2 separate regions of the Pan troglodytes genome follow, and region 1 is linked to region 2. Evidence: chromatin contacts called from public Hi-C data. All regions are on one chromosome and are shown on one strand. The core of a region is the stretch at or near the end of the contact, and the rest is flanking DNA. Distances in the headings are between cores, read along the strand shown. Region 1 overlaps AFG1L (AFG1 like ATPase). Region 2 has its middle 28 kb from the start of SEC63.

Region 1 (6,890 bases), core at 2,454-4,953, 540 kb after region 2:
TTTCTACAAAAAATAAAAAATAAAATAAAAAAATTAGCCAGGTGTGGTGGCACACACCTGTAATCCTAGCTACTGGGGAGGCTGAGGCAGGAAGATCACTTGAACCCAAAAGGCAGAGGTTGCAGTGAGGCAAGATGGCACCACTGCACTCCAGCCTGGGTGACAGAGTGAGACCCTATCTCAAATTCCCCTAGGATCAAGAAAAAATAAGCTCAGCAGACAGAGCCAATCATGCATGAAGAAATCAGGGAATGTGATCTCAGGGTCATGAAGGTTCACAATGGATCAGTGGAGAAGATGGACTTAGGAATCTAGAATTTTTCTCCGAAAAAGCATACTAGCAAACCCCTAAGGAAAGAGAAAAATTCCAAGCCCACTTAGTGGCCATGAGTCTGTGTTGGTATCACCAGTCTGGGGTTACCAGCCTCACAGAGACAGAGTTTCCCAATTTGGTCCTAGATGGTGGGATCAGTTGTCCCAGCAGCTGAAGACTAAAAACAGCCCTGCCTTTCAGCCCTGGCTTTTAGATCCCAGGCACATTCTCCAGAACCCAGACCCACTGCTCATTTGCATTTGCTCTCCTTTAGTCATTGGTTGGATTGGAAAAGGCTCTCCAGAGGTTTGTCCTTAGGGCCTCCCCCTTAGGCACTGGGACCCTGTCTGGAGGCCTACACCAGCCTCTTTCTAGCTTCTCAGAACTACTGGTTTTTTTTTTTTTGCCATTACTTATTTCTGGTGTACACTTTTGGAGAAAGTTTTCCCTTTTAAGTTTTCTCTCTGATAATTTGATGTGTTTACTGCCTATCAGTTTAAATTGGTTGACTCTCTAGTCTCATTTAAGAGATTGTATATGGAAAAAAAAAGTTATAAAAAAAGGCATAATCTAAACCGGTAAGCCTAAAAAGTTTTTTTAAACCTATACTTAGGTTCTGTAAATTTTCATTTGTGATAGCTTTATTTTAATTTCTTTGTTTTATAACCAGGATTCAGCAGAAGGACTCTCCATGTTTACCGGAGAAGAGGAAATCTTTGCATTTCAGCGCACAATTTCCCGACTCACGGAAATGCAGACTGAACAGTACTGGAACGAAGGAGACAGAACCAAGAAGTAACTGCCACTTTTGCATAAATAAAACTCTAGACAAATGGTTAACGCAGGCAGAACTCCTTATTGTGGGACTTGAAGGAATCATTTCCTCATCATTAATTATGCACTTTGTCCTCTGGACCATTTTAATCTAAAATTGCTCTCAAGGATCTAGTGGATTAGTAAGTTAAACACTTAACATTTTTTAGGTCTGCTTTTTCTTATTTGGCCTTATTTCTGCACCATGAAATTAAAATCATCTCATTCCTGAAGATGAATGTAGGACCAGACATTTTAGCTTCACATTAAACCACCTGAATGAACCTTGAATGCACAAGTAAATGCAAGACGTCTGGATACCTTCAAGCTTTGGCTGCATGGTGGTGGCATGTTAGAAATACATCTTTTATAATGGGGGAAGAATGCCCTATGTTTCAATTCAAAACAAAGACAGTTTTCCAATCTGATATAAACTAAAAGGGATAATGTTTTAGAATATGGGCTTATATGTGGTTTTTTTTTTGGTTATGAATTACAGTAAATCTCCCAGGCCTTCAGATTTCTACGTAATGGAAGAATATGTTTTTAACCCTGAGATCAAGTTTAGTAGGCAGGACTTGATCTCAAGTGGTCACAAAGTTTTCTAAAAAAAAATAGAAAATTATGATGGGATCAAATAAGGAGCAAGTGTCAAATTCCAGCCAACAGGCAGATCTGCAGGCAGAGCTACAAACTCTGCAGCCAGGAATGGGGACCAGTGAGAGAGTGTGGGCGGGGGGGTGGGTGTCAGAGTCGTAGGCACTCCAACAGCAGAGGAGACTCCCGCTCACATGAGGCCAGCCGTACCCCAGTGGACAGCAGGCTCCTTCCCACTGTTGTAGACACTTGCTCTCCTTGCAGCATGCTGCCCCCGCCCTTGCCGCCAACTCTGCCGTGAGATGGACCTAATAGGAAATAGGAAAGAACGCCTGACAAGCCTGCTTCACAGGAAATCTGATTTGTCCTTCACTGAGCTCATCTTTTGCTTCTTTGAGTAAAACCTGGCTTTACTAACTATTGTCACAAAGTGGATCTTCGGCTGTGGATGAGTGTGAAAAACAGAAAAAATATAAAATCCACAAAATCTTGTGAAAATTAAGCATTTGGGGGAAGGTAAGGCATAGGTGAGTCAGTCCAATGAATACAATGGTCAACATAAGTAAGCTCTTTGAACCTATTTATTTTCTATTTATTATTATTTTTATTTTTTATATCTTGGCCACTCTAGCCATCTCCTGGCAGGGGTAGTGTGGCACAGCATGGCCCTATTTAATTTCTTAGTCAATAATCCATCACATAGTCTCTTTTAGATATTAACCTAATTAAGGCAAGCAGGTAGATGGATGAGTACCCAAGCCGAGAGAAGAGTTTAAATCAAGCCTTCTATAAATGAAATGTGGTTTAAAGATATTTTTATTGAAGTGAAACACAGTAATTTCAAAGAGGTTATGTAATAGGGAGAAAGGATGGGAAATAACCACTTTGTGCTGGATTGAATGCTATATATTTACATTAGCTCAGTTAAAAAAAATAGTCTTAGAAAGTGAATATTATAACCCCTGTTTAAAAATAAGAAAACTGAGTCTTGGGAAAGTTAAGTAGCTTGACCTGAGATTCACAGTTTACAACTACAAAACTCATATACTATATTTTATACCACACTGTCTCTTACTCTTACTATTTAAAAAAAAGAGATTGTTTTAAAAATTGATTCATTTAACTCAGTGAATGAAGTTGAAGATAAATTTACAACAGAACCATTGATTTGAACTCAGTGAATATAAAATGTTTAACTTTATTCTTTAGATCTTAGCTTTTTACTTTTCACATTCCTTTGGTAATTATTCTGTATCTTAATTTTTAAAAAAATCATGTGAATGGACAGACAGATAGATGGACAGTATGACCGATAGACAGACCTGTCCCTGAGTGTGAGTGTATGTAGAAGAGTCCCCCTGTCAAGTTATGTTATAAAAGTTCATCTGAGGTCAGATATTGGGAATAAAGTTTCATTTTTCCATTGAAACAATCACGTAATGTTAGTTGGGGTGCTGGTCAAACGCATAGAAGCCTATGTAATTCTCAGTGTAGCTTCCCTATAATGTCATTTTGGTACGAAAGAACTTAAACCCTGAGAAAAAAACTGTAGCTCAGTCTCCACCTAAGTAACTGGAGCATGTGCCCACTTCTGTGCCCCCAATCCGCAATCTCCTTCCCCAGTTCCAGGGGCCTGCTGGGATTGGCTGCAGTGGAAGAGGCTCTTTGAGCTGGGAGAAGGGTTTATGCAGAAAGTGGGGCTAGAAGGCTTTGGCTGGATCTCTGGAGGGGAGGGAGTTCCATGGTGGCTGGAAATCTCCAAAGTTGGTTTCATAAAATAGCATGCAAGAAAAAAACCCAAGTCTTCAAGAATAGCCATCACTAGGAAACAGTATGGTAGCTCTACTAAAAGAAAAGTAATGCCAACATGAAAAACAACCCCTAGATTGGAGAGCAACATTTCACTTTGTATGTCTTTCTTCTGAGCCCTGCCCCTATTACATTCTCAGCATTCCAGTCTTTCTCCATAGAAGTCTCTCAGCAAATGCTCTTTTTTTGAAATGCTTTAAATGTATACTTTGAGACAGAGGTTTGAGCTGAGTACTGCTGTGGAAAGCTCCTGCTCAATTCAAAACACAGACGGGGGGGATGTCTTTAGAGTCAGGAGAAAACATCATGTGCCAAGGGTGCTCTCCAAACTGATGACTAGTTCCCAGACTTAACAGAGGTCAAGCGGAGAAAAAGGAAAACTTTCTTTAGAGAAGAAAAAGAAAAATCTTATCACTTCTCATATTTCTTTAGGCAGTGTATGAGCTTATTTGCTGATATCACTAATCCTGAGATGAAAAACAGGATGGACTTAAGTAATTTTTAACCTATTTCTGAGGCCAAAAAGACTGTAGTATTATTTTAATCAAATTTATGCATTTTCAGTGGGACTTCAAATTTTAATAATAAGGCAATACTTTTATCTTCTTAAAGTATATTTCCTGTACTTATAAGTGTGCAAATGACATAATTTTAAAATTAGTTGGAATATTGAAAAAAATTAAAATTTCACTTGTAAAATAAGTGGATGTGCTTATATCCATTTATTTATTTAAGAAACACATGATGTTTTCTGTGTCCTGGGCATGGTTCTATGTGCTTTATAAATAAACTCTTTTGATCCATATAACAGTCTTATGAGATAGGTGCCATTATAATCATTTTATAGACAGGGAAGCTGAGACACAGAAAACAGCTAAAACAGATTAATGAATTGCTAAGATATAACCGAAGTCAATAAAATTAGCAAAGTGCTAACGTATTAAATTTTCCATTTCATTGCCTCTGTCCTGAAAACAGTATTGCTGGTCCAAGTAACTTGAACCTACACTTGACGGCTGCTTTATCTGAGATTAAAAACATGCAGAAGGATTGGGCGCCTGGGTCCCTGACATTTGGGTTCCTGATCAGTTACGGGAATCTGTCTTGCAGCAAGTCTGTAAGTTACCTTTATTAGATTTACTAATCTCAAAAGAAGTCACTTGCTGGTAGGAAAGGATTTTCTTTGGAAATGAGTTTATAACTTCTTTTACAGTCAGAATTAAGATGAATGTTCCCTATTGGCATATAGCAGTTCATTTTTCTGGAACAGAAAATTACAAATGTTAAAATCTGCCCTCTTGTCGAGTGTCTACTGACTCAGTCCAGCAGCTCACTAGGACCCTCACATCTGTTGCCCTAGCTGGTCATTTGGTCCAGTCAAACATGCCTGTCCACTGGCCTTTCGTCTGTGCTGTGTGGAGCCATCAGTCTGTCTTACCTGCTTGCCTAGGGGGCTTTCCGGATGTCGTCCCGAGAATTTTCCTGTCTCAGGGCTGTACTTTCTGGGTTCCCGGTGGTTGATTGCTGGTCTCTAATGATGCAGTGGGAAGGGCTTGAGATCTGGCATTGGAAAATTCAGTTCTGCTAATTATTGTTTTGTGACCTCGACCAAGATAGTGCTCTGAGCCTCAGTTGTGTCATCTTATAAATGGGAATCATAATGCCCATTTCATAGAGTTACTATGAGGATTGTTGGTGAAAAGCGCTTTGCAAATGGCAAAGGATTAAACGAACATCAGTTATTATTGATACTAATGATTATGATCATAAATCCTACTTTCTGCTTTGTGTTATAGCCTTTTGAGGAATGCAAAACAGAAGACACATTCCAACCCACTGGTTTCTAACAGAAGGGAAAAGATACGCATTAAATGGCTAGACACCAAGAGCACACGGGTCTGGCTTAATGAGATGCTGGAGAAGATTGTTAAATTCAAATCCATGTTTTCAGGATTAATACAGAAAATGAATTGTTGCTTGTTTGGTGAACATCAAAGATTTCCCAGAAAGAGGGCACCATCTTGTGGTCAGTAGCATGAACTGACAGGAGAAAAAAAAAAAAAGGCCAGTGGTTCTCAAGGCTACACATTCCTAGGCCTAGGTCCACCTCCAGGGTCAGGTATGGTGGGTCAGATGTGGGGCCCCAGCATCAGCACTTGTTAATGTTCCTTGTAAGATTCTAAGGTGCAGCAGGGTTGATCACCGCCAATCAGGCAGGCCGTGGAGCTCTTGCCTGTGACTACACAGCCGGTACGCACAGAGAGCCCTGCCTGCAGCTGGGTCGTGACTCTGGGCGCCTGATGCAGAGACCACGGCACTTTCCAGGGAGCAGAGGCTGTTGCTATGATTCCTGGAGCCCAGGTCATCAGCACACTGGCACACACAAAGTCACCTCCCAGAGCCCACCCCTCTCCTCCCTGGGGACCAAGGCTCCTCTGCCTTTCTTCTCCACCCACACTAACAACGTCAAAATAGGTAACCACGCAGCACTTCCTAGTTTAGAAAGCACTTTAGGAGGCCAAGGCGGAAGGATCATTTGCTCCTACCATACTCGTCGTCCACAGCAAATTCTGCAAGGGAGATGCGATTATCCTACTACCCATGAGGAAACTGGGGCACTCGGAGGGTAAGTGGTTTCACAAGCATATCGAGTAAGCACATGTCTTCTGGATCCCGACCCTGTGCTCTGCAGCCCTTCTGGTAGTAGTAATAATAGTAGCCCCCATTTTAAAGTCATCGTGGGTCTTGAGGCTAGAACAGGAAAGATGTGGGTGTAGGGGTATGCACAAGGGTGTTGTTTTGCACAACCCCATATGTGATGGCAAAGAACTGGAATCAGTGGTTGGCAAACTTTGAAATATTTAATCTTCACAATAATTGAGAGAGTGTCCTACTTTGTCACCCAGGCACAATCATGGCTCGCTGCAGCCTTGACCTCCCAGGCTCAAGTGATCCTTCCACCTCAGCCTCCTAAGTAGCTGGGACTACAGATATGCACCACCATGCTGAGCTAATTTTTAAAAATTTTTTTAAAACACAGATGGGCTCTGGCTATGTTGGCAGGGCTGGTCTCGAACTCCTGGGCTCAAGTGATCCTCCCACCTTGGCCTCCCAAAGTGCTGGAATTATAAGCATGAGCACCACGTTTGGCCCCACTTTCCACTTTCAAAATGCTTGCAGACCCCAAAGAGCTTTTATGTGGGTGGGATATATAATCACCAGTATTAGAAATCAAACAGAAATTGTTAGATATTTAATTCATTTAAAAATAACAATAAGCACATGAAATATTACCTAAATAGCATTATGAAAAGTAACAGCATTTCCAAAACAAAAAACAAGTTAGTGAGAAAAGTGG
Region 2 (6,107 bases), core at 3,126-5,625:
GAGCTAAGATTGCATCACTGCACTCCAGCCTGGGCAACAGAGCGAGACTCTGTCTCAAAAAACAAACAACAACAACAACAACAACAACAAAAAAAAAACAGAATCAGGCTGGGCTCGGTGGCTCATGCCTGTAATCCCAGCACTTTGGGAGGCTGAGGTGGGTAGATCATTAGAGATCAGGAGTTCGAGATCAGCTTGGCCAACGTGGTGAAACCCCATCTCTACTAAAAATACAAAATTAGCTGGGCATGGTGGCGGGCGCCTGTAATCCCAGCTACTCGGGAGGCTGAGGCAGGAGAATTGCTTGAACCCGGGAGGTGGAGGTTGCAGTGAGCCGAGATTGTGCCACTGCACTCCAGCCTGGGCAATAGAGTGAGACTCCAACTCAAAAAAAAAAAAAAAAGAATCAGATATCAACTGAGTAAGAAGTCATTGGGGAAATGTTACAGGCAGGGAGCCTCAAGATAAAAAGGCAGGGGTAGCCACAAGGGAAGGGAAGAATGACTCCAGGAGAGGCTCAAGGGGGCAAGCAAAGGGGGAGCAGACCGAGAAAGGCCTTTATTTTGCAATATGGGTTGTGGACTTTAACCTAAGGGCAGTGAAGGGCCATAAAGGATGCACGATTCATGTTTCATTTTAACAAAATCCCTCCAGCTATGTTGTGGAGGAAATGTATTGCCGGAGGTTAGGATGGGAATCTATCTGGGAGACATGTTGTCATAGTTTAGGGGAGAGGTGATTGGGAAACTGAGATAGATACATGTGATGGATTCAAGAGATATTTAGGATATAGAACTTAGGGGATGAGAAAAAGATTGAGAGAAGAGAAGGAAGGCAAGAGTATAAGAACAGATGTCATCAGCCCAGGGAGGGAAGAGGTATTGTTTAGGGTCATACAGCCAGCCTGTGGAAGTATCAGTATTAAAATCCAAGTCTCTAGTATTTAAAACAATAACAAATATATATACATATATATATATATACACACACACACACACACTTATGTATGTATACTTGTATATATGTATATATATATATATTAGGCTAGGCATGCTTATGCCTGTAATGCCAGCAATTTGGGAAGCTGAGGCAGGAGGATCACTTGAGCCCAGGAGTTAGAGATTAGACTGGGCAACATAAGGAGACCTTGCCTCTACAAGAAAACAAAAAAATTAGCCGGGCGTGGTGGCATACACCTGTATAGTCCCAGAACTCGGGAGGCTGAGATGGGAGGATGGGTTGAGTCTGGGAGGTTGAGGCTTCAGTGAGCCATGATTACACACTGCACTTCAGCCTGGGCAACAGAGTGAGAACTGTCTTAAAAACAAAAACAAAAAACACAATCTTTCCTTTCCTTTCTTATCATGCTCATGTTTTCCTTTCCATACTTGAAAATATTTTTAAAATTTATAATAGCTATTTTAAGTTCCTTGTCTACTTAATCCATTATCTCTGTCACTTATGGATCTGTTTCTATTGGTTAGTGTTTCTCCTGGGTGTTAGTTCTATTTTTCTGCTTCTTTGCATGCCTGCTAATTTGTATTGGTTGCCAGACATTGTGAGTTTTATTTTGTTGGATGCCAGATTTTGCAGTCTCAGTCTCTCTCCCTCTTTCCAACATGTCAAAAAGAACCTTTACTACTTTTATAATAGCCTCTTAACGCTTTCTCGCCAGATGCTTTTGGACAACATGTTTTCTGGGCACGTTGCTTTTGAAACTTCTGAGCTTTCAGAGGAGGCACTGCCTCTAGCCTGTGGCTTTCTGGGCAGGAACCTTCTGGGCTGGAGCCTTCTTGCCTGCAGTGGTCATCTTTTTTGCTGGAACTATAGCAGCAGGTACTTTTGGGGCTGAAGGTTTCAAGAGACCTGCCTTTTGAAGCTTCATGTTCTTTTTTTTTTTTTTTTGAGACAGGGTTTCACTCTGTCACCCAGGCTGGAGTGCAGTGGCACAATCTCGGCTCACTGCAACCTCTGTCTCTCGGGTTCAAGCAATTCTCCTGCCTCAGCCTCCTGAGTAGCTGGGACTACAGGTGCATGCCACCACACCCAGCTAATTTTTATATTTTCAGCAGAGATGGAGTTTTGCCATGTTGGCCAGGCTGGTCTCGAACTCCTGACCTCAAGTGATCCACCTACCTCGGCCTCCCAAAGTGCTGGCATTATGGGTGTGCGCCACCGATCCTGGCCTTTTTTGAAGCTTCTTAATGTCATTCTTGATTATTCTGTTCCTCATTTTCTTTGCCTTTGTGACTCTCCTGTATATTATGAGCAGAGTCCTGTGCTCCCCCATGCCACGTGGACAGCGCCTGGGGAAAGTGACCTCCCAGGATATCCACACTGGAAGGTTTTGTCGTGTTCTTAAAGAGTTTTGGACTTGCAGGATTCTCGCCAACCAGGATCATCCTCAGGTTTGTTGCCTGAGGCCACCCACTCTTCCACCTCCTGCCGCACTTTCTGCTTGATCTGCTGGGCTAGTTTCCTTCCAGAAATGACAACAGCTTCATTTTGAACTGCCGCGAGGTGGAAGGGAGCAGCTATGTGCAGGCTGCAGCAGCCAGGCAGCCAACATGGACATGAGGGAAGTCGCAGCCATAGCCCGCGCCGGTGACCACGACGGGCCAGGTCACACTTTAATCAACAGCAATCACCAGAAAATTCAGTTATGAACTCAGTAGAATTCAGCACTTGCCAAAAATTCTTGAAACATATGTTGTTTAAGAGTTACCATGTAAGGACTAATTAGCCATTATTCTTTTCAGTTCTCTACTTTCCATTTCTATTTCCTGTCAGTGCAGTAGAAAGTCATGGTGGCCGATGTAGGACTGTCTATGGGCAAATTAGAAAAAAGTGTCCCTCGGGCCAGGCACAGTGGCTCATGCCTATAATCCCAGGACTTGGAGAGGCTGAGGCAGGAGAATCACTTGAGCTCCGGAGTTCAAGACTGGCCTGGGCAACTTAGTGAGACCCCTTTTCAATTTAAAAAGAAAGAAAGAAGTGTCCCCTCCTTAAGACATCTTTTTGTATCTATTGGAAAACTGTCATAAACATCTGATTTTATTAAAACAAGAAATCTTGGCTAGGCACAGTAGCTCACAACTGTAATCCCAGCACTTTGGGAGGCCAAGGTGGGCGGATCACCTGAGGTCAGGAGTTCGAGACCAGCCTGGCCAACATGGCAAAACCTCGTCTCTACCAAAAAAAAATTAAAAATTAGCCGGGCATGGTGGCGCATACCTGTAATCCCAGCTACTTGGGAAGCTGAGGCAGGAGAATCACTTGAACCCAGGAGGCGGAGGTTGCTGTGAGCAGAGATCATGCCACTGCACTCCAGCCTGGGCAACAGAGCAAGACCCTGTCTCAGAAAAAAAAAAAAAAAAGAAAAGAAAAAGAAAAAAAGAACAAGAAACATTATTGCCATCTACCAGACTTTTTATTTTTTTGAGACAGAGTTTTGCTCTTGTTGCCCAAGCTGGAGTATAATGGCTCCATCTCAGCTCACTGCAACCTGTACCCCCGCGGTTCAACTTATTCTCTTGCCTCAGCCTCCCGAGTTGCTGGGATTACAGGCATGCACCACCATGCCCGGCTAATTTTGTATTTTTAGTAAAGACAGGGTTTCACCATGTTGGCTGGGCTGGTCTCAAACTCGTGACCTCAGGTGATCCGCCCACCTCAGCCTCCCAAAGTGCTGGGATTACAGGCGTGAGCCACTTCACGTGGCCTACCAGACATTTTTCATGATAAATATTCAAATCTACAATGTAAATAGCATCCCTCAGATTTACATAGGTGCCCTGGGTCAATGAAACCACCAATAATAAGAAAAGTAAAATATAGACATAGATTATTAAATTGTAAAAAAATTAAGGTGAACTCATCATATATAAAGGACATATCTTCCCAGCTCTGTCATTGAAAGTGACCCCCCTGTGGCACTCCTCTTACCTTCCCACCAACATTTTTATGCACTCCTAACACCCAGATTTTGTTCTCTAAAAGTATTCTCCATTAAACAGAACCAAGGTGTCTTCCATAAAAGAACTCTACACCTGTTTGGTATATCCTATTATTTGCAGGAAACAAATGTTACTGGAAAGGGGTCTGGATCCAGACTCCAAGAGAGGGTTCTTGGATCTTGCGAAAGAAAGTATTTGGGGTGAGTCCATACAATCAAGTGAAAGCAAGTTTATTAAGAAAGTTAAGGAATAAAAGAATGGCTACTCCATAGGCACAGCAGCCCTGAGGGTTGCAGGTTGCCCATTTTTATGGTTATTTCTTGATGATATGCTAAACAAGGGGTGGATTATTCATGCTTCACCTTTTTAGACCACATAGGGTAACTTCCTGACGTTGCCATGTCATTTGTAAACTTTCATCGTGCTGGTGGGACTGTCTTTAAACATGCTAATGCATTATAATTAGCATATAATGAGCAGCGAGAACAACCAGAGGTCACTGTCATTGCCATCTTGGTTTTGGTGGGTTTTAGCGGGCTTCTTTATTGCAACCTATTTTATCAGTAAGATCTTTCTGACCTTATCTTGTGCTGACCTCCTATCTCATCTTGTGACTTAGAATGCCTAACTGTCTGGGAATGCGGCGCAGTAGGCCTCAGCCTTATTCTACCCAGCCCCTATTCAAGATGGAGTTGCTCTGATTCAAATATCTCTGACACAAGGATGTCAAAGGCAATACTGAAAGGAAAGGAAGCCAACCAAAAGGGCTCCCATTGGCCAGCCTGTGATAATGTGAGCATTAGAAAATAACAATATCAATTTTAGATATCTTTAGTAGTAGTAATAGTAGTAGTAAGTAATAATATGACAGTTATTTTGAACTAGCTGAACCTGGATAGCAATGAGTTTATAACCATAATCAAAGGAGAAACACTCTTTTAAATAGCAACAGATAGTTGTAATAAATAAAAAGGGTGAATATTGAGGACTAAACTTTGACTTTTTTCTTTTCTTGCCCAAATTCCTACCTAAGGGGCCTGAGGAGTCACATCCTACAAACCATAAAGTCTCATCAGAGGGGCTTTATTTAACCCTATATAATGTGGCTCACTTTCCAACTTGACTCTGGCGTAACATCACATAACAAATAAGGAAGGAAATCAAAATATTTTCACTCCAAATATATTTCCTTGCCATATCTTGAAACTGCCCTGCAAAGTCATCTCTTGTAGGGGGAAATCCACTTTCTGTAGAGAATTCCCTTTCCCTTTTTCCAGGAGAGAATCAATAAATATTTACAATCTCTTCTCTCTGAATACTGCTACCTGGAAGCCTCATCTCCATAATAAGAACCTTGGTCTCTACAACCCCTTGTCTTAACCTAGGCATTTCCTTTCTTTTGATCCCAGGTCCTTAGATAAACTCTTTAACCAATTGCCAATCAGCAAATTTTTAAATCTACGGCCTGGAAGCTCGCCTGACCCAGTTGTTTTGAGTTGTCCCACCTTTCTGGACCCAACTGAACCAACGTAAATGCTCAAAAATGTATAAAACCAACCGCCTTGGGCACATGTTCTCAGGATCTCCTGAGGGCCGTGTCATGGACCATGATCACTCATATTTGGCTTGGAATAAATCTCTTCAAATATATTACGGAGTTTTGCTCTTTTCATCAACAATATGATAAAATAGATTTCATTTTTATTGATTTTGGTAAAAGTTATAGTATGGATATTAGTTGTTGTTGTTGTTGTTGTTGTTGTTGTTTTGAACTACGTAAGTAGAAAACAGTAAATATGGCCAGGTCCTATGGTTTACACCTGTAATCCCAGCACTTTGGGAAACTGAGGTGGGAGCATTGCTTGAGTCCAGGAGTTTGAGACCAGCCTGGGCAACATAGTGAGATCCTGTTTCTACCAAAAATTTTAAAAATTATCTGGGTGTGGTGACACATGCCTGTAGTCCCGGCTACCTGGGAGGCTGAGTTGGGAAGATTGCTTAGGCCTGGGAGGTCAAGGCTGCAGTAAGCTGTGATTACACCACTGCACTCCAGCCTGGGCAACAGAGCGAGACCCTGTCTCAGAAAAAATAAAAAGAAAAGAAAAGAGTAAATATAGACAGTGATGAGTCAAATTATCCCTAAAGAATTAG

Evidence for each region. Hi-C and Micro-C count contacts between places; a contact is called where the count stands out from the background.
Region 1: a contact with region 2 is called in a Hi-C map of induced pluripotent stem cells, with 2.7 times the contacts expected there. The contact joins two enhancer-like sites. A contact is called at or near these places in 2 of 7 Hi-C or Micro-C datasets (induced pluripotent stem cells and stem cell-derived neural progenitor cells) and 1 of 1 other capture datasets (stem cell-derived neural stem cells).

Annotation. Positions count from the first base shown.
Region 1 is chr5:120,437,713-120,444,602 of NHGRI_mPanTro3-v2.0_pri, forward strand. It overlaps AFG1L (AFG1 like ATPase), which reads left to right. Exons shown (of 16, transcript XR_010158135.1): 13 at 984-1,108; 14 at 1,988-2,250; 15 at 4,511-4,649; 16 at 5,329-6,890. Among named protein-coding and RNA genes, the nearest start is that of FOXO3, 35 kb to the right of the region's middle. Within about 2 kb of position 3,704, at least 4 of the 24 cell types and tissues checked have an H3K27ac peak or open chromatin away from gene starts, as enhancers often do. A contact at or near this core is called in induced pluripotent stem cells, where this site is marked.
Region 2 is chr5:119,894,401-119,900,507 of NHGRI_mPanTro3-v2.0_pri, forward strand. No RefSeq gene overlaps it. Among named protein-coding and RNA genes, the nearest start is that of SEC63, 28 kb to the left of the region's middle. Within about 2 kb of position 4,376, at least 1 of the 24 cell types and tissues checked has an H3K27ac peak or open chromatin away from gene starts, as enhancers often do. A contact at or near this core is called in induced pluripotent stem cells, where this site is marked.